Linked DNA regions of Mus musculus: all the other regions are linked to region 1. Evidence: chromatin contacts called from public HiChIP or PLAC-seq data. All regions are on one chromosome and are shown on one strand. The core of a region is the stretch at or near the end of the contact, and the rest is flanking DNA. Distances in the headings are between cores, read along the strand shown. Region 1 has its middle 41 kb from the start of Gm52179. Region 2 overlaps Mrtfa (myocardin related transcription factor A). Region 3 overlaps Mrtfa (myocardin related transcription factor A). Region 4 overlaps Mrtfa (myocardin related transcription factor A).

What was found. HiChIP or PLAC-seq counts read pairs in DNA pulled down with a chosen protein or histone mark.
Region 2: a contact with region 1 is called in a Foxp3 HiChIP or PLAC-seq map of regulatory T cells, with 3 times the contacts expected there. The contact joins two enhancer-like sites. A contact is called at or near these places in 2 of 15 datasets of contacts at CTCF or cohesin (CD8 T cells and the NIH/3T3 cell line), 2 of 484 Hi-C or Micro-C datasets (both in CD4 T cells), 3 of 115 datasets of contacts at active chromatin or transcription factors (embryonic stem cells, pancreatic cancer cells and regulatory T cells) and 1 of 9 other capture datasets (embryonic stem cells).
Region 3: a contact with region 1 is called in a FOXA1 HiChIP or PLAC-seq map of pancreatic cancer cells. The contact joins two enhancer-like sites. A contact is called at or near these places in 1 of 484 Hi-C or Micro-C datasets (nephron progenitors), 5 of 115 datasets of contacts at active chromatin or transcription factors (T-cell acute lymphoblastic leukemia, acute myeloid leukemia, large pre-B cells and 2 more) and 1 of 9 other capture datasets (embryonic stem cells).
Region 4: an HNF4G HiChIP or PLAC-seq map of pancreatic cancer cells shows a contact between it and region 1. The contact joins two enhancer-like sites. A contact is called at or near these places in 1 of 484 Hi-C or Micro-C datasets (female germline stem cell-derived STRA8 germ cells), 3 of 115 datasets of contacts at active chromatin or transcription factors (CD8 T cells, large pre-B cells and pancreatic cancer cells) and 1 of 9 other capture datasets (embryonic stem cells).

The regions. Positions count from the first base shown.
Region 1 is chr15:81,299,281-81,303,643 of GRCm38.p6, forward strand. No RefSeq gene overlaps it. Among named protein-coding and RNA genes, the nearest start is that of Gm52179, 41 kb to the left of the region's middle. Within about 2 kb of position 2,026, at least 181 of the 459 cell types and tissues checked have an H3K27ac peak or open chromatin away from gene starts, as enhancers often do. A contact at or near this core is called in pancreatic cancer cells and regulatory T cells, where this site is marked.
Region 2 is chr15:81,099,203-81,103,565 of GRCm38.p6, forward strand. The region is part of intron 2 of Mrtfa (myocardin related transcription factor A); the gene reads right to left. Among named protein-coding and RNA genes, the nearest start is that of Mrtfa, 89 kb to the right of the region's middle. Within about 2 kb of position 2,364, at least 30 of the 459 cell types and tissues checked have an H3K27ac peak or open chromatin away from gene starts, as enhancers often do. A contact at or near this core is called in regulatory T cells, where this site is marked.
Region 3 is chr15:81,135,322-81,139,684 of GRCm38.p6, forward strand. All of the region lies in intron 1 of Mrtfa (myocardin related transcription factor A), which reads right to left. Among named protein-coding and RNA genes, the nearest start is that of Mrtfa, 53 kb to the right of the region's middle. Within about 2 kb of position 2,155, at least 101 of the 459 cell types and tissues checked have an H3K27ac peak or open chromatin away from gene starts, as enhancers often do. A contact at or near this core is called in pancreatic cancer cells, where this site is marked.
Region 4 is chr15:81,153,699-81,158,061 of GRCm38.p6, forward strand. All of the region lies in intron 1 of Mrtfa (myocardin related transcription factor A), which reads right to left. Among named protein-coding and RNA genes, the nearest start is that of Mrtfa, 35 kb to the right of the region's middle. Within about 2 kb of position 2,308, at least 43 of the 459 cell types and tissues checked have an H3K27ac peak or open chromatin away from gene starts, as enhancers often do. A contact at or near this core is called in pancreatic cancer cells, where this site is marked.

The DNA.
Region 1 (4,363 bases), core at 776-3,275:
CTGTGAGACATTGACATCAATTTTTTTTTTTTTTTTTTTTTTTTTTTTGAGACAGGGTTTCTCTATAGCCCTGGCTGTCCTGGAACTCACTTTGTAGACCAGGCTGGCCTCGAACTCAGAAATCTGCCTGCCTCTGCCTCCCGAGTGCTGGAATTAAAGGCGTGTGCCACCATGCCCGGCAACATCAAATATTCTTTTATGATGTCCAAGTGATGGCCAATCGGTCAGTTTCTCCTGTTCACTTTTAAAAATTATGTTTATGTGTTTGTGTAAGTTCCTATGGATATAGATATGAGCATGCCATGTGTGTAAGTTTCTATGGGTGTAGGTTTGAGCAGCCACAGCACCCGTGTGGAGGTCAGAAGACACCTCATGGGAGTCATTTATCTCCTGCTAGGAGGGTTCAAGGACAGAACTCATCAGGCTTGGTGGTGACAAGGGCCTCTACCCACTGAGCCACCTTGCTGGCCTGGATGTGTCAGTGTCTTGTAGTGACTCTGGCCATCGTCACAATGATGCTTTTGAGTCAGGCTCATCTTGCCTCAGATTTCCTACTGTTTCATGTTTTCTACTAGAAATCTATTTGAAAGGCCTCGTGACCTTTTCCCTTTTTATTTTAGTTTTGTTGAAAGAGGATTTTGTTATGTAGCCTGGAACTGAGTACATCGACCAGGCTGATCTTGTTTACAGTGATCCTCCTGCCTCTGCTCCCCAAGCCCTAGGAGTACCAGCATGCACCACCATTGACATCAGCCAGTTTCCCTTGACTTAGCATCGGCTTGCTACGTCTACCTTCATCTCCTCCTTTCGTCTTGTCTTCCCCAACATGTGAGTGCTGCTTTGATTTCTAATGCTGCTTTTGAGATTTGTTGGAACCACACAGCAAGTCAAGGTTGTGCCTGTTTTCCTCCACATAGTAGTGTGTGGCTCCACATAGTGTGGCTCCACATGGTGTGGCTCGTCCTTGCTGCCACACAGACTTGTGGTTTGCTCTCTTTCGTGGCTGCCTAGTGCTCCATTCTACAGATTAATGTGACAACTGCTGGTTATTCAATTATCAGATGATTATCTGGGTATAGGTGAGGTACAAGGGACTAAACAAGCCACCCAAAAAGAAAAAAAAAAAAAAACAACAATTTTACATAGATTATAGAGCTGCCTCCCACCAAACTCATTCATCCTGAACAGAGCTGAGCCTGAGATCTTAGCGGTACATACGCACCCAGATAGGTCTTGCAGAGTCCTTGCACTTTAGCCCAGGAGAATTCTTTCCTGTTTTGCTTTGTAGAAATATCTAAAGTTTTCTCTGGCAGCCTGATTCTCAGCAAATCACTGGAAGCCAAAGATGCTCTCAGATGCAGACACACGGACGGCAAGAAATATGTTAATAATTAACACCTAGGAAAATCATAACCCGTGTTTGCAAAAAAGGCAGATGCAGAAATGCAAGTCCAGACCATACTGCCCTGGGCAAGCCTGATCCCTTCCCAGTCTGGAGTGAGTCTCTTAAGGGACAAAGCAGCCAATTGTGGGTGACTGAGACAACTGTGGGTGGCTGCCTGTGGCAGCCAGCAGAGTCATGTGAGGACTATGTGCTAAAGCAACAACTTGCCAGGCTGTGGTGGTGCACACCTCTAATCCCAGCACTTGGGAGGTAAAAGCAAGCAGATCTCTGAGTTCAAGGCCAGCCTGGTTTACAGAGTGAGTTCCAAAACAGCTAGGGATACATAGAGAAACTTGACTTGAAAGGAAAAAAAAAAAAAAAAAGCAACAACTGAATTATATACACCTTATTATATTTACTGTGGCCAGGGATCATCCACATTTTGAGAATGATTTAATAAAATGGTTAAAAACAAAACAAAGTGGCAAGTTAGGACATCTTAGAGCAAGGCAGGGGGCTGGGAGATCTGTGGCTAGTCTTCCAATCAATGTGTGTTCCTGAGCATGGTGACAGGTCACCCATGGTGACTCAGAGCAGGCAAGCGCACAGTCCTGCAAAGGAACAACACGGAGGCTCTGGGAAACCCACAGCTAGCGTCACACTCGACAGTGCACGCTTTTGCCCGTAGTCAAGAACAAGACCAAACTGTGTGGTTTCATCACCTGTTTCCTGTTGTGCGTTGCCCTGGTGCTGTTTGTACTTTGATGCTAATTCTGCTTCCTCAAGAGGGACTGGCTCAAGGAGTGGATCACGCCCTCTGGTGATTTCAGGCAAACCTTCTGCCCATTTTATAAAGCAAATCAAGGCGAGAGCCTGTGATTGGGCAGTGGATGGGAAAGGTGGGGCTGGAGGTTTTAGAGAGGGAGAGAGAGAAAGGAGGAAGGGAAGATGAGGAGAGAGAGAAGAGAGAGGAGAGAGAGGAGGATAGAGGAAGAGAGGTGGAAGGAAGATGGAGCAGAACCACGTGGCCTACAGGAACGGAAAGTAGCAAAGGATTTCCCACCTGGGGCGTGAAGTAGTGTAGTGTTCAACTGTTGAAACGCCACCTATTCTCCACAAGGCTTTGCTTGACGCAGTTGCTTTTCTGCCTGCTTCAGCTTCTACATGGAGGGTGCCAGCAGTACATCATTCAAGTTAGACATTTTTATTAGCAGCCATAAAGGCCACAAAGAGGTGGACACTATGGGTGAGAGACAGGCTTTCACGTGTCAGTTTCAATTTCTGTTGCCATTGGGAGGTCCTGAGCCTACCTTCTGCTCAGGAAAGATTGTCAATCATAGATGGCAACTCAAAAAGTTTAGGCACACGCTTGGGGAAAGGAATAAAGAAGAGAATAGCATTTGAAGGAGGCACCACCTACTCTGTCCTTTGCTTCTGCTAGATACAAAGGATGCGAGCTCTCCTGTTCCAAGTTTAATCTACCGATCCTCTTTAGGCTGTTCATTAAATGTGAAAGTCCTTCTTTTCATGGAAGCAGATTTCACCGGGCACCTCTGGAGGCCACGAGCTATAATGAAGCCAGCACCCAACGTTAACTACAATGCCCTCTGGTGGCTTGAAGTATTTTCCTTAGTTACAACAGTAAAATTAAACAAAACAAAAGCTCAGAAAACAACCATAACCACCATAAAAGTCCCAGCACTCGGGCAGTTTTCCCTCTTAAAAGGAAGCTCTTCTATAAAGTCGGAAATCATAATTGTAAAACTCCTTAGTATGTATAACCTTCGTGACCACACATCTTTCTACACAGGCTCATTACCAAACACATGGATCAGAGATGAGTAGGTGAGAAAGAGGGGTTGAGACAGCTCAGTTAGAACGTTTGCCTGGCACACCCGAAGCCCTCTGTTCCCCAGCACCATGTAAACAAGGCGTAGGCGTGGTCATGGTCGACCCAACAGTAACTCCAGTACTTCAGAGGGTGAGGGAGGCGGAGCCAAAGTTCAAGGTTATTCTTGACTTTCTGTTGCCATGACAAAACACCATGACCAAGGCAACTTGGAAAAGAAGGGCTTTCGTTAGCCTTAATTCAGCCCTGGGGAGGGGATGGGGAGGGAATTGGAGTTCACCATGGCAGAGCAAAGGCACAGAGGGAGGGACAGATAAGAGCTCACATCTTGATCCAAGAGCAGGAGACAGGGAACATACTGAAAATGCGGAGACTTTTGAAACCTTGAAGCCTGGCCCCAGGGACTCCCTCCCTCCAACAAGGGCACACCTAATCCTTCCCAAACAGTTCCACCAACTGGAGACCAAGAATTCACGCCTGTGAGCCTATGGGAGACAGTCTCGGTCAGATCACCACAGTGAGTTTGAGGCTAGCCTGGGGCACCTGTGGAGAAGTTGGTGGTGGTGGGGCAGTATAATGAAGAATCCCAACAGGAAGAAATTGCAATCTAACAAAGTCACGTGACATGGGTAGTTGTGCAGACCGGTGGAAGCAAAGCTCAAAAGGCAGAAGTGTGGGAAGTACAGGGGCTTTGGGCTCTGCAGGATTCAGTAAAGACACACATAAGGTCCTGGGACACCAACGTAAGCAGGTGGTGCCTAATGAACGGTAGCTACTGTTATGACCTAGTTTAGTAGACAGACAGTCTCCAGTCTCAGCTACTCCCACTGGGTGAGAACTTTCAGCTACTGATCGTTGTAGCATTTATACCCTCTGCAGGATCGTTGGGGAGAGCAAAGCCACATAGTACACACAGCCCAGCCCTCAGTCCTGCACCTTTCTACCCATTCCTCTTACAGTGGGATTTCTCCTGCAGATCCGCAAGCAGACATGAAGAGAGGATGTCCACACTGCTCAGTGAGGGACACTGAATGCAAATGAGTCATCAGGGAAGTGGGAGGTGCAGGCCCAGGGCACCCCAGGCACGGGCTTCTGTCTTCTCTGCATTGTATGCTGCAGGCCAGTCCAGT
Region 2 (4,363 bases), core at 1,114-3,613, 200 kb before region 1:
GACCAGACCCCCATTCGGTGTCACATTCTGTAAGACAGCCACATCAAGAAACTGATAGATAAGTCGTGAGTCTGTCAAATGATCAATGGTGTGAAGAAAATGATACGAGGTTTTACAGTTCTTGGCCAGAGAAGGGCTTACTGAGAAACTATGCTTAAGCTCGACAGGGAGAACACCACGAGCAAGTGCGAAGTGTTCCACGCAGGAGGACCTAGTATGAGAGATTAGCACAGAGCTGCGGCGGCGGCAGCACTGAATGAGCCAGCACGCTTGTGCAAAATGAGCGAGGGAGAACAGCCGGGTGCTGGGGATGGCACTGCTCTGGGAGGATCTCTTTCTTCAGCACAGCCTGCAGATGAGAGCCACCAGCAGGTTCTGAGAGGGTATCATCTGACTTAAAATGGATCATCAAAGTAACTAAAAATCTAAACAATTTGGGTTTATATGAAGAGGGCTGTTTTGTTGGGAGTTTTTTTTTTTAGAGCCCTTGTCTTTGTCTTTTTCTTCTTTCTTCTTCTCCTTTCTTTTCTTCTTCTCCTTTCTCCTCCTCCTCCTCCTCCTCTTCTTCTTCTGATTTATTTATTTTGTTAGTACACTGTTTGTTTGTTTGTTTGTTTTGTTAGTAAACTGTAGCTGTCTTCAGACACACCAGAAGAGGGCATCAGATCCCATTACAGATGGTTATGAGCCACCATGTGTTTGCTGGGAATTGATCTCAGGACCTCTGGAAAAACAGTCAGTGCTCTTAAACAATGAGCCATCTCTCCAGCACCCTTGTTGGAGTTTTAAAATTACATTTGTATTTATTTAGTCCCATTTCATGAATGTTAAGGACAAAGGACAACTTGTGGGAGCCAGTTCTCTCCTTCTAACATGTGGGTCCCAAAGATCAAAGTCAAGTCATCACGCTTAATGGCTGGTTCCCTTACCCACTAAGCCATCTTACCAACAATGTTTTAGTCTTTTTTGTGAGAAGGTCTCAACACTGTAGCTTAGGCTGGCCTGGAACTATGTAGCCTCGGCTAGATCTGAACTTGGGAAGCCTCCTCCCTTGGCCTCCCAAATAGTAGGATTATAGCAATTTAAACCACTAGAACACAGAGATGTGTTCCATCTCTTACTATGTATCTTCATGCTTTCAAGTTTTAAGTATCCTCTATAGATGTGAAGCAAGATCATAGTGATTAAATATTACACACTATATATTATGGTAGTATATATTTTTCACTACTGCATCTCTCTTCATCAGTTTAATTTCTTCTTGTGTAACCCTTCTATGCTCACTCTGCTGCTACCATGTACTCAGTGACTGCATGACATTAAGCAGGCCCCAGACACTGTGAGCTCAGCCCAACACTGCCCTGCACCTTAAGAAGTACAAGGCAAAGAAAGTTGGGTTATGAGTGTCAGTGGTAGCACAAGGCCTTTGGTATTTTCCCTTGTTATTAAAAAGAAAAACTTTTAAAATAATGTCTGTAGTATTCATAAAAGTGAGGCTCCAAAAAAGTAAGACTGTATACGGCTCATCTTTGTTGAATTTGGCATTGTTTTAATGAGGCTAAAATTGTGGTTCAGAGTCTTGACAGCCTGCTTCATCCAGAGAAACAAAGGATCGGGAGACAAGAGAGGTGAAGGAGGAATTTAGATTCCTTTGATCTGGATCTTAACTCGAGAGAGCCCAGATAAATCAGTGAGTCAGAGAGAGGGCAGTGAATGTAAGCAGAGCGCCTAGGACAGCTGTCTGTCTGCTACCTGTCTTGTGAGACCATCACCCAGGCCAAAGAAGACAGGGCAAGGTGGAGGGTAGACAGTGGTAGGTCTGCGGCATTATGACCTGACTTCCTAGGGGTGGGAAGTAAGCACCCAGACATCAGGGGTTTTATCTCCTCTGGTCCTCCTTCCCTCCTTTCCTCTTTTGAACTAGTAACCCTCTATCTAGTCCTAGCTGTACTGGAACTCACTATCTCAGGCTAGCCTCAAACTCCCAAAGATCCACCTGCCTCTGTCTCTCCAGTGCTGGTATTAAAGGGCGGTGGCACCAAGCCCTGCCTTTACCTTCTCTCTTAACCCCACCGTCTCTGGGGGTTCATATCTAGCCTCACACACTGGAGATCTCAGCGTCTCTGTAAATATCTTGAAGCAGAAAGAACATTGGGAAGACAGCGAGGACACAAATTCTCCTCCCACCACTGTCACAAATTACATGACCTAACCCCAAATAAACTAACCCCAAAGGCCAATTTCCTCTTTTCAAAAGAAAACGAGGACAAGAAAATACCCAGGGTTTCCTTCAAGCTCTGCAGTTCCTTTAGAAGAAATCAGGGTGTTTCCAAGCCCACAATGTTGAGAGCTCACAGACCTAAAAGCAGGTGACATAGGCTGAAGGTTCTGATGTTTTTGATCTGCTCTCTAGACTTATGAGTGGTGTGTGAGTGTGTGTGTGTGTCCTAAGAGAGTAGCATGTACCAAAACGGGCAGGATTTAATGTGCTACTGTCCCCGTGCCTTGGCTTTTCCCCAGCTTTCATTGAAGTGACTGCCATCCCCTATTCTGCACATTTTGTTTTAAAATGAACAGTGCAGGGAAAACTGCCATGATCAAGGAGTAAGAAGTCAAAGAAATATTTAGGAGTTAAGTACAAAGATATCAAAGGGTAAGGAAGTTAACAAACAAAGGAGAAACTTGTTTAATTAATGAATTTTTTTCAATAGGCAATATTCAAGTGGTGTAAAACATAAAAGGATCCAAAAGGACATGAAGAGCAAGCGTGTCCAGTAAGTGTGCTTACCCAGGCTAGGCTCTGCGTGTCCAATAAGTGTGCTTACCCAGGCTAGGCTCTGCTTCTTAGGCTGAGTAGTAGGATTCATGAGTTTACATATGTGTCAAGTGTATACACCTACTGCATACCTATATATCCTTTTGCATGTATAGCATGGTCTCAGAATAAGCTCAAAAGACCACATCCCATCTGTCAGGCCTGAGCTCTAGCGCACCCCCATTCTGAAAGATAGTCAATGCTGGGGCCCTATCTTATTTATTCCCTTAGGGACAGCTTCAGAAATTTTACAATGTCCATTCGAGTCACTTTCTAATTGTGACAACCCAGACAGACTCCTATGGCAGTGACACAAACTCTAGTCATGGCTTGATTGGAACACTAGGGTCCATATAAAAACCCACATCCTCACAGACAGGGCATACTACAAATTCAGAGAGGCAAAAGAATGTCAACTTTGAAAGCCACAAAGCTTTGGATAACGACCGGCTAAAACAAAGGATGATGGCCACTGGATTCATTTATTTATGGAAGATTACAAAATACTTTTACAAAAATCTTAAGGGCTTTGCGTATTAGTCAGGAGAACTAAGTCAAACAAAGTTCCATCATTCCTCAGAAAATAAATTAGTGTCTCTCATGTGCCACCGCAGGAATCCACATATAGTGATTTGCTCTTCAGACGAGTAAGTGGGGGCCGCCCATAGATGACAGCGGCACGCACACAGCTGCCTGTAACAGCAGCTCCTGCACTCACAGGGACACAGCCACACAGATACATATACCCATAATTAAAGATAAACTTCTTTCAAAGAAGCGAACGACCTAATCTGGAAGCCCCGTGTAAGTGATACCTGGTGTGCACTGAGGCCTCGGGAGTGACAGGAGGGAGGGATCCTACTGAGACAGGTTTCACAGAAAGGCAGCGCCTCTGGCAGTGCCGAGGAGGGAAACCTTCACAGACATCCCAAGATGTCCTGCCAGAGCCCCCAAGCCTAAATACTGAGTGGAAACTGCTGCTGAGCACAGTGTACCACAAACGCACCTTCAGTTCTCTATGAAGGGTTTAGTTGTTCTCTGATGTGAAAGGCATGTCTCTTAGAACGCTGTTAAGGTACAGATTAACACAGTGCTTGGCTTCTAACAAGAGTCACTGTTTACTGGCATCTCAGAGCAGATTCTTTTCATTTTCTGTCAAAATGGTAACTGCATCACTCTTACAATGGGCTTGTGGCTATGGCACTCCAGCATACAACAGTAAAGTCCGTATCTATCGACCCTTGGTCCTACCTGTATCCACAGCCTGTCACTTCACCTACACTTGTCTTACACGCTGCTGTCCTTTGAAAGTTTTATGAAGTAGCTGTGTGACAGATGGGTGACCAGCCCTGCCCAACACGTGCTGTAGGAAAACCTGCTCTGAGACAAGAAATGACAAAGAACAGTCCTTCCTCTCCCTTTAGAGCTAGGAACACTGGAATTATCTCAGAGGAAGAAGAAGCCTTGCACCTGCATTGTGAAATGTTATTGTCTAAGATACCTACAAATAAAAATGATCGAAAAGAAAGGGCTCAAATATTAAAATCT
Region 3 (4,363 bases), core at 905-3,404, 160 kb before region 1:
ATCCCAGCAAACACATGGTGGCTCACAACCATCCTTAATAAGATCTGATGCCCTCTTCTGGTGTGTCTGAAGACAGCTACAGTGTACTTAGATATAATAATAAAATAAATCTTTAAAAAAAAAAAGAGAGATTGGTAGTAACATTAAACCTAAAGGGATAGACAGGAGGTCAAAGCCATTACTCTTGTCAGCCCCTAAACTTCTTTTCCTCTTCTTTCTTACTAACAAAAAACCCAGACAAAGGGCGACCTCAGTGTGCTTAATGACTACAATCCCCAGCTCCCCTTACAACTAGCTGCAGTCATATAATGACATTCTGGCCAGTGGGCTCTAGGCTCAAGTGGCACAGGAGACTTTTAGGAGGGATAGTTAAGGAGAACACACACAGCTCTCTTGAGGCCAAATAGGACTGAGTTACTAGAGTCTGAGCAGCCATTTCAGTTCAGAAGATGGAAACAGACACCTGGGATAACAAAGACCTCCTTCCCCACAGAGACCTACGGGTGCTATGGCTTCGCTGATGCACGCAGCATCTCAGAGAGAGCAAAGACCTATGAGAGAAAGGAGAGAAGACATGCATGGAATGATGCCTGAAAACCTTTCTATATTGATGGAAATATTAACCCATACATCTAAGTAGCTCAATAAGCTCCAAATATGTGTGAGGGATTCATACTTAGACATACCACAATCCAGCAAAGAAGAAAATCACACACACACACACACACACACACATATATATGTATATAAATATGTATGTATGTAATATATGTGTGTATATATATATGTATGTGTTTATATAAATATTATGTATGTAATATGTGTATGTGTATATATGTGTATGTATGTAATGTGTGTGTATGTGTGTGTGTATATAGATATAGATATAGATATATGATGCACAAAGATCTTCAGCACAGTGAAGAGCTGACTGCTTGCTCAGTGGGCACCAGACACAGTGGATGACAAATTCAAAGTCAACACTTCTATCAAAACTTACTTTTCCACATAGAAGGGAAAACTATTTGCTAGCAGACCTGACCTACAAGACATGCTAGGAGTCCTTCAGGTTGAAATAAAACACCAATTCAAATGCAAACACACAAAAACTATAATACAAAGCACTGAGAAATGAATCAAAGAAGTGAGCACAAAAACAGTATGAGTTAATTTGGTTTTCTTCTGTCTTATGAAAATAAGAAGCACAGAATCCAAAAATTGAACCTATGTAAGTAGATTTAATGGGCACATTGTAAATCTCGACCATTTCAACACAAAGGGGGATACAGAGTTATGAAGTTAGACGCTACTGAAATTGAGCTGCTATTAAAGCCAGGCATAGTAGCACATGACTGGAGGCTGAGGCAGAGGATTCTAGGTTGAAAACCAGCCTTACTATAGGATTCATAGTAAGTTCCAGGTCAGCTAGGGCAATACAGCAAAATATTGTCTCAAAAAAAAAAAGTTTAAAAAATATTTTTTTAAAAAAGTGATCCCAGCCGGGCGTGGTGGCGCAGGCCTTTAATCCCAGTACTCGGGAGGCAGAGGCAGGCGGATTTCTGAGTTCGAGGCCAGCCTGGTCTACAAACTGAGTTCCAGGACAGCCAGGGCTACACAGAGAAACCCTGTCTCGAAAAACCAAAAAAAAAAAAAAAAAAAAGTGATCCCAACTAGGGATTATGTTATGTTTCCTACTCCCATGATTTCAACAAGAAGAACTCAAAAGACTTCTCAGGAAAATGAGCAAGGCCAAGGAAAACCACTTAGGAGAAGCAACCATTAAAAGCTCTCTCTACAAGTGCCCCTCAGGAGACACTGCAAATGAGGAAAGGCTGACACTCTGACAGTGAGCGAGAACCAGCATCCCTTGACCAGCTTACACCCCATCCCTACCCGAAAGAGTTAAGTGACCAAAGGGAGCACCCTGCTCTAGCTCCAGATCCAACACCAGAAAGAGTAGCCACTAGCCTCTCTCATCCTTTAGGATGAGGAGGTTAAATTCCTGCTGAGACCAAAAGCCCGGGGCACCGTAGTACAGAGGCTCCACCCAAGCAACAAGAGTCTCAAAATGCTGGGGCTCCAGCTCCATCACTGGGCAAAAATTCCACGCTCTGAGGCAAATCAAAAAGACCACAAGCAACCCCCTGGCCAAGGTCCGAAGGAATGACTCAGAGATCTGCCCAAGAGCAGAGGCGATCCACAGGAAGCTCCCAAGTTCTCCACAGAGGAACTGTTTCTATTTAAACAGGCTGGGGGACTCAAGCCTGAAAGCATCTTGAAAAACAGCTCCTCTTACTTAGGAATAACAATCTAAACCGCAGGGTAGCCAGCTCAGCACTGAGAACCAGGAGAGGCAGCTAGAAGCAGTCCTCCAGGGTCAGAACAAACCTCCAAGACCTCAGCTCCAATTTAAATGATCACACTGACTAACAAGTTATGCCAAGACAAGTCAGTGTCGAGAAGAAAAGTCCCAGAGCAGGCGGACCCTACTGCGCGGTGTGAGGTGCCAGGGAACGGGAGCCGAATGAAACCCTTTGCATTACACGAACATGAGGCTAAAGTAAAGCAACACCTGCAGATGCCACAACAGAGTGCGCATTCATGGGCTTCCATCAGGTAATACTAGGTATGGCTCACAAAGTAAAGGTGTTTGCCACAAAGGCTGAGGGCACCCAAAAGGGAAAAAAAGGAGGGAACTGACTCCCGTAGAAGTTGTGCTCTGACCTCCAGACATTACACACACAACACACACACACACACATCTCTCTCCAAGATAAATAAATATCATAAAATTCTGAGTAGATAAACTGGACTACGTCAAAACTAAAAGCGACACTCTCAAGGTTACCCTCTGATAATATCAAGAGCAATGAAAAAAGACCCAGGCACTCAGCACCTGGAGGGAGGCAGGAGCCTCCTATAAGTTCTCTATAGGAGTTCTAGGCCAGCCAGGGCTCCATAGAGGTGGAAAAAGTCACACAGAAAATATACAAAGCATCATTAAGTAGGGAATTAAGATCATATATAAGGATATCTTAAGATTTAAGAATTAAAAGAGAAATGAATGCATGCAGATGAACAATAAGCATACCAGGAGATCCCACACCACTGTCAGTAGGAGACATGAAACAAAACTACAACGAACAGCTCACAGCCACTACAGCTGTGGAAGTCAGGTGTGCACACAGCAAGTGCTGTGGAGCACGCAAAGTCTATCTACTGTATGATCCCAATCACACAAAAGCTCACAACAAGGAAACGCACAGAAACGAAAGCAGGGAGTAGGCAAAGGGAAATGGCACAGGTCCATCATGGAGTGATGGAGGTGTTCTAACACCAGCAGTGGTGATGCTGGGCATGTTTACAACTCCCTAAGCAGCAGTAAGTTGGATGTTTTGCCTGTGCAGAATTGCAAAGTTTGTTAATTTTGTCTCTGTATGGCTACTTTTTAAAAAGATTTAATGGGGGCTGGAGAGATGGCTCAGCGGTTAAGAGCACTGACTTCCAGAGGTCCTGAGTTCAATTCCCAGCAACCACATGGTGTCTCACACCATCTGTAATGAGATCTTGATGCCTTCTTCTGGTGTGCCTGAAGATAGCTACAGTATACTTATATACATAAAATAAATAAATTAAATTAAAAAAAAGATTTAATGGGCTGGGCAGTGGTGGCATATGATGCCTTTAATCCCAGCACTTCGGAGGCAGAGACAAATGGGTCGCTATGAGTTCGAGGCCAGCCTGGTCTAAAGAGCAAGTTCCAGGGGGCTGGTGAGATGGCTCAGCAGGTAAGAGCACCCGACTACTCTTCTGAAGGTCCTGAGTTCAAATCCCAGCAACCACATGGTGGCTCACAACCTCTTCTGGAGTGTCTGAAGTCAGCTACAGTGTACTTAGATATAATAAGAACAGCCAAGGCTACACAGAGAAACCCTGTCTTGAAAAACCAAACAAAAGATTTAATGGGGAGTCGGGTTGGAGAAATGGCTCAGTGGTTAAGAGTACTTGTTGCTCTTCCAGAGGAAACAGGAACAGAATCCCAGAGCCCACACTGTGACTAACAGCCACTTGTAACTCAAGTTCCAGGGAATCTGTCACCATCTTCTGGCCTCCCTGGGCCACATACATAGTGCACAAAGCACATATACATATAAAATAAGTTACCAAAAAAAAAAAAGGGTAGGGACAGTAAGCTAGTTCAGTAGATACTGTAAGCTTAAGAACCTGAGTTTAATCCTTAGAATCCACATCACAGGAGAGAACTCTGTGTGTGTGTGTGTGTTATATGCTAGTGACCTCAGCGGCCAGAAAAGGGTCCCAGGTCCCCTGGAACTAGAGTTACATTTGTTTAGTGTGGGCTGGT
Region 4 (4,363 bases), core at 1,058-3,557, 150 kb before region 1:
TAAGAGGTCAGACCTGACCAGAGTATGTGTGTATGTTTGAGTGTGTGTCTGTGCATATTGCCTGTGTAAAACATTTTAATTCTTTTCCTTTCTTTTCTCTCTGGTTCACAAAGAGTTAATGAGTTACAAGCCTCTCCAAGTTCAAGAGATCCTTGAACAGAGAGAGAAAGTAAAGCTTATTAGCACAAAATAGTAAGAGTTACAGAGAAAGAAACCAACACTTATTAAAAGCACAAAATAGCAAAAGAAAGGAAACTAGCGCTGATTAAAACACAAATAGTAGGATTATAAAGTCAGAGATCATCAGTCTTTAGCCTTCATCCAACACTGTGTCCCATCCGTGTCCCAGCACTGATATGTGATGCTAGAATGTGGTGTAGTTGCATAAATGCATAAACTACTAAACATCACTGAAATGCACACTCCAATCAGACAAAATACACAGTAAAAACTCAATAATGCTGTTCAAGGTATTTGCTAGTCAAAACAAGAAGGAAGAACTACTGATCATCTCTCTGATTAATCTGCAAGAGTAGACAGAAAACTAACAACAAAAACTTTCATAAGATAAAAAATATTAAACGTGTCCATTCCAGCCCCTGAATGGATACAATGTGGCTAATGTCTCTGGACAATTCTCTGTAGACCTTGTTCAAACTACAAGGAAAGCTCACCATTCTACGAGCAAGCAAAAAGACAACACCTCTATGGAGCCGCAGAACACTGAAGTTGATTCCATGTAACAAAGAAGAGAGAGTAACTCTGAGAGATCCCACACAAGCCTGTGGCTGAAGGACACAAAGCAAGAGATTCCCAAAGTGGAAAATCAATTATAATTACTTTGAGAGAATGTCCATTTCTTTCTAAGTGTAAGAACAACAGTTAATTCCCTCAACTCACTTAAAAAGCCAAATGGGGAAATTTTTGTTGGTATTTTTGAAGAAGATAAATTTGCATTGGTTCAGGGACTTTTACCAAAGTTTCTCAAAACAGAGGTCTTACACTTAACTAGCTCCATTTGCAGATAGAGACAGACATGAAGCAAACCATACCTATAAACAACCCCAATTCACACTCAATTTGAGTTCTGAAAACGTTAACCTACTCTGGCCTCCTCTACATCGACTTTAGCATACCCTGGGTCAAGAGTTTCAACTTCCCAAAACATCACAGTGTCTCTAATTTCAAACCTTTTAGGCTCCCTCCTGCCTTTGGCTAAATCAGTTGCAAGATTAGAAGATTAAAAACAAAATTTTTTAAAAATCTAGCTCATGTGGGAATCTTTCTTTCCCTTTCTATAAAGCAATGTGCTAGCAGATGCACACAAGAACATAAACCAACAGAGACTTGCTTCCTGCACGGCTACATCTAAAACAGTGCAACACACTGGTTTCCAGACAGCAGCATCCACCTACATCTAAAACACTACACTGTCAATTCAAGTGACAGAATTCAATAGGAAGTTGCCAGGGCCCTGTTTAACTCTCAGCATGCCTCAACAAATCTCACTTTCTCTTCTACTAATTCTTACAGTATTTCCATAAAGTAGTTGCCAACTGTTGTCACCCCGATAAAAACACAGAACAATACAAAGAAGGCAATTTTCTGAGTGACCAACCAGTTAAATTCTGACCAGCAGGTACCAGGCAATGAAGTTAAATTTTAATCTCCCTTGTCCTCTCCCTTCCTCTTCCTTATTTATCTAAGAGCTTGCTCCTCCTGCTACAGGAAGCACCTCAACAACTCTTCCTTGTAGCAGGACTAAAGGTTCCTGTTTAGTATGACTGAGAAAGCCAGTCTCAGTGGCTCAGTGATGGGGTACTTGCCTCTTACAATGCAGGCCTTGGGTTCAACACCAACCCTGGAGGGGTGGAGGCAAAAACATATTCTAACCCTACACTAGGGAGCCAGCAAGATGGCTCAACAGGTAAAGGTGCTTTCTGCAACATCTGATGACCTGAGCTCAATCCCAGAGATCTACATGTTGGAAAGCGAGAAACAATACCCACAAGCTGTGCTGTGTTCTGCACACATGCACATGGTTTGCACGTGTGTGGGACCCCTACACATACACTACAGTATAAAAAGGACTACCTTAGGAGCTAGTATGATGGTTCATGGCTCAGCAAGTAAGAACACTGTCACACCAGCCTGTTGACCTCAGAATCCATGTTGAAAAAAAATCTAGATGTAGTTGTGAATGCCTGTAAGCCCTGGACTTCAGTGAGATAGAGGTACGCACAGGAGAATCCACCCTTTCCACCCAACAACCTCTCAAGGGCCAGGTACTTTAGGCTACACAGCACAGCAGCAAACAGTGACAGACTCTGACTCAGAAATCAAGGACCAACACCCATGACTGCCCTCTGACCTGCACAGCACGCAGTTGCGACATGGACAGATAGACAGACAGACACAGACAGACACACACACCATACACATATTCAAAAATAATCTTTTAAAAACTTATGCTATACCAGACATGGTGGCACACATCTTTAGTCACAGAACTTGGGAGGCATAGGCAGGTGGATCTCTGTGAGTTCAAGACCAGCATGGTCTACGTAGCGTTCAGGCCAGTCAGAGCTATATGAACCAGGTGGGCCTCAGACTCCGAAATGCTGAGATTAAAGGTGTGTGCTGCAACATCGACCTATCCAGTGCCGAGTTACTGGATGCAGCACGGAACAATCACTGGGTCTCGATAAAACTGCAAAAAAAGTCTCCCCTAAACAACTGCAAATCTGACCTATCCCACCTAAATCTAACTGGAAACACCAACACACACACCAGCTAGGAAGGCAGGGAAGAGAAAATCAACATGGGGGGCTGGAGAGATGGCTCAGCGGTTAAGAGTACCAAATGCTCTTCCAAAGGTCCTGAGTTCAAATCCCAGCAACCACATGGTGGCTCACAACCATCTGTAATGAGATCTGGCGCCCTCTTCTGGTGCATTAAGACAGCTACATTGTGTACTTAGATATAATAATCAATAAATCTTTGAGAAAGAAAGAAAGGAAGAAAATCAACCAACATGGGATCTACCCTGCTCAAAATTTTCACAGAAATTCCATACCAATCACATCACACAGTTGCTAAAACACACACAGAAAAATAAAAATTCATATGGTGTCTCAGTCAGGGTTTCTCTTCCTGCATAAACATCATGACCAAGAAGCAAGTTGGGGAGGAAAGGGTTTATTCAGCTTATACTTCCACATTGCTGTTCACCACCAAGGAAATTAGGACTGGAACTCAAGCAGGTCAGGAAGCAGGAGCTGATGCAGAGGCCATGGAGGGATGTTCTTTACTGGCTTGCTTTCCCTGGCTTGCTCAGCCTGCTCTCTTATAGAACCAAGACTACCAGCCCAGAGATGGCACCACCCACAAGGGGCCTTTCCCCCTTGATCACTAATTGAGAAAATGCCTTACAGCTGGACCTCATGGAGGCATCTCCTCAACTGAAGCTCCTTTCTCTGTGATAACTCCAGCTTGTGTCAAGTTGACACAAAACTACCCAGTACATATGGTATAAGCAGTGCTTCCAATTCACAAAGGGCATTTCAATAGCCGCTTAAATCCTTCCTGTCCTCCATATACCACAACAGTGGCTGCGTTATCTGTCGCTGCAGTCAGGTGGAGTTGAATGACAACAATTCAGCACTTACTTATATAAGCACTACAGGAGCCCTGTGAAACAACTCTGGTCCTACACCACTGAAAATTACTCTTGGAAGGGAGTTGAGCCTTGCCTTTAAGGACCTGTGGGCATCCCTCCGTCCCTCCCTCCCCAACCCCCATTACAGCTGGGATACTTCAGTGGCTGGCATCTAGAAAGGCTCCATATTCATCTGCCCACTGTGTATTTCCGGAGTTGCTTCAATGTGTGGAGCAGCACAATGGGTGAAGAGAACGCACTGCCTGCTCTCTAGGAGCTGAACAACCCATCAGTCACATTAGACTAAACAACGAGAAATGGTCCCAGACATGGAAGCCGGGTCAGAAGGTAAAGACTCTTTGTACCATTATTCAGTTAAAAACTCAAGGCCAGGCTGTCCAGGAATTTGATAGGTAGATCAGACTGTCCTTGAACTCATAGAGGTCACCCTGCCTACTCAGAGTAAAGGAATTAAAGGTGTGTACCACCACATCCAACTAACAATTTGTATTAGCTCAGACTCAAATAAAACAAGTTTTTTAAAACCTTCCAATTCCCTAGAGTTAAGACACGAGTGCACGCGTGCGCGCGCGCACGCACACACACACACACACACACCCGCATTCTCCCACAGCCCTCACCACTGCTCTATCAGAAATCATCCTTAAACAGCTCTGTTGCCTCCACCCTTAGCAGGGCCTGGTA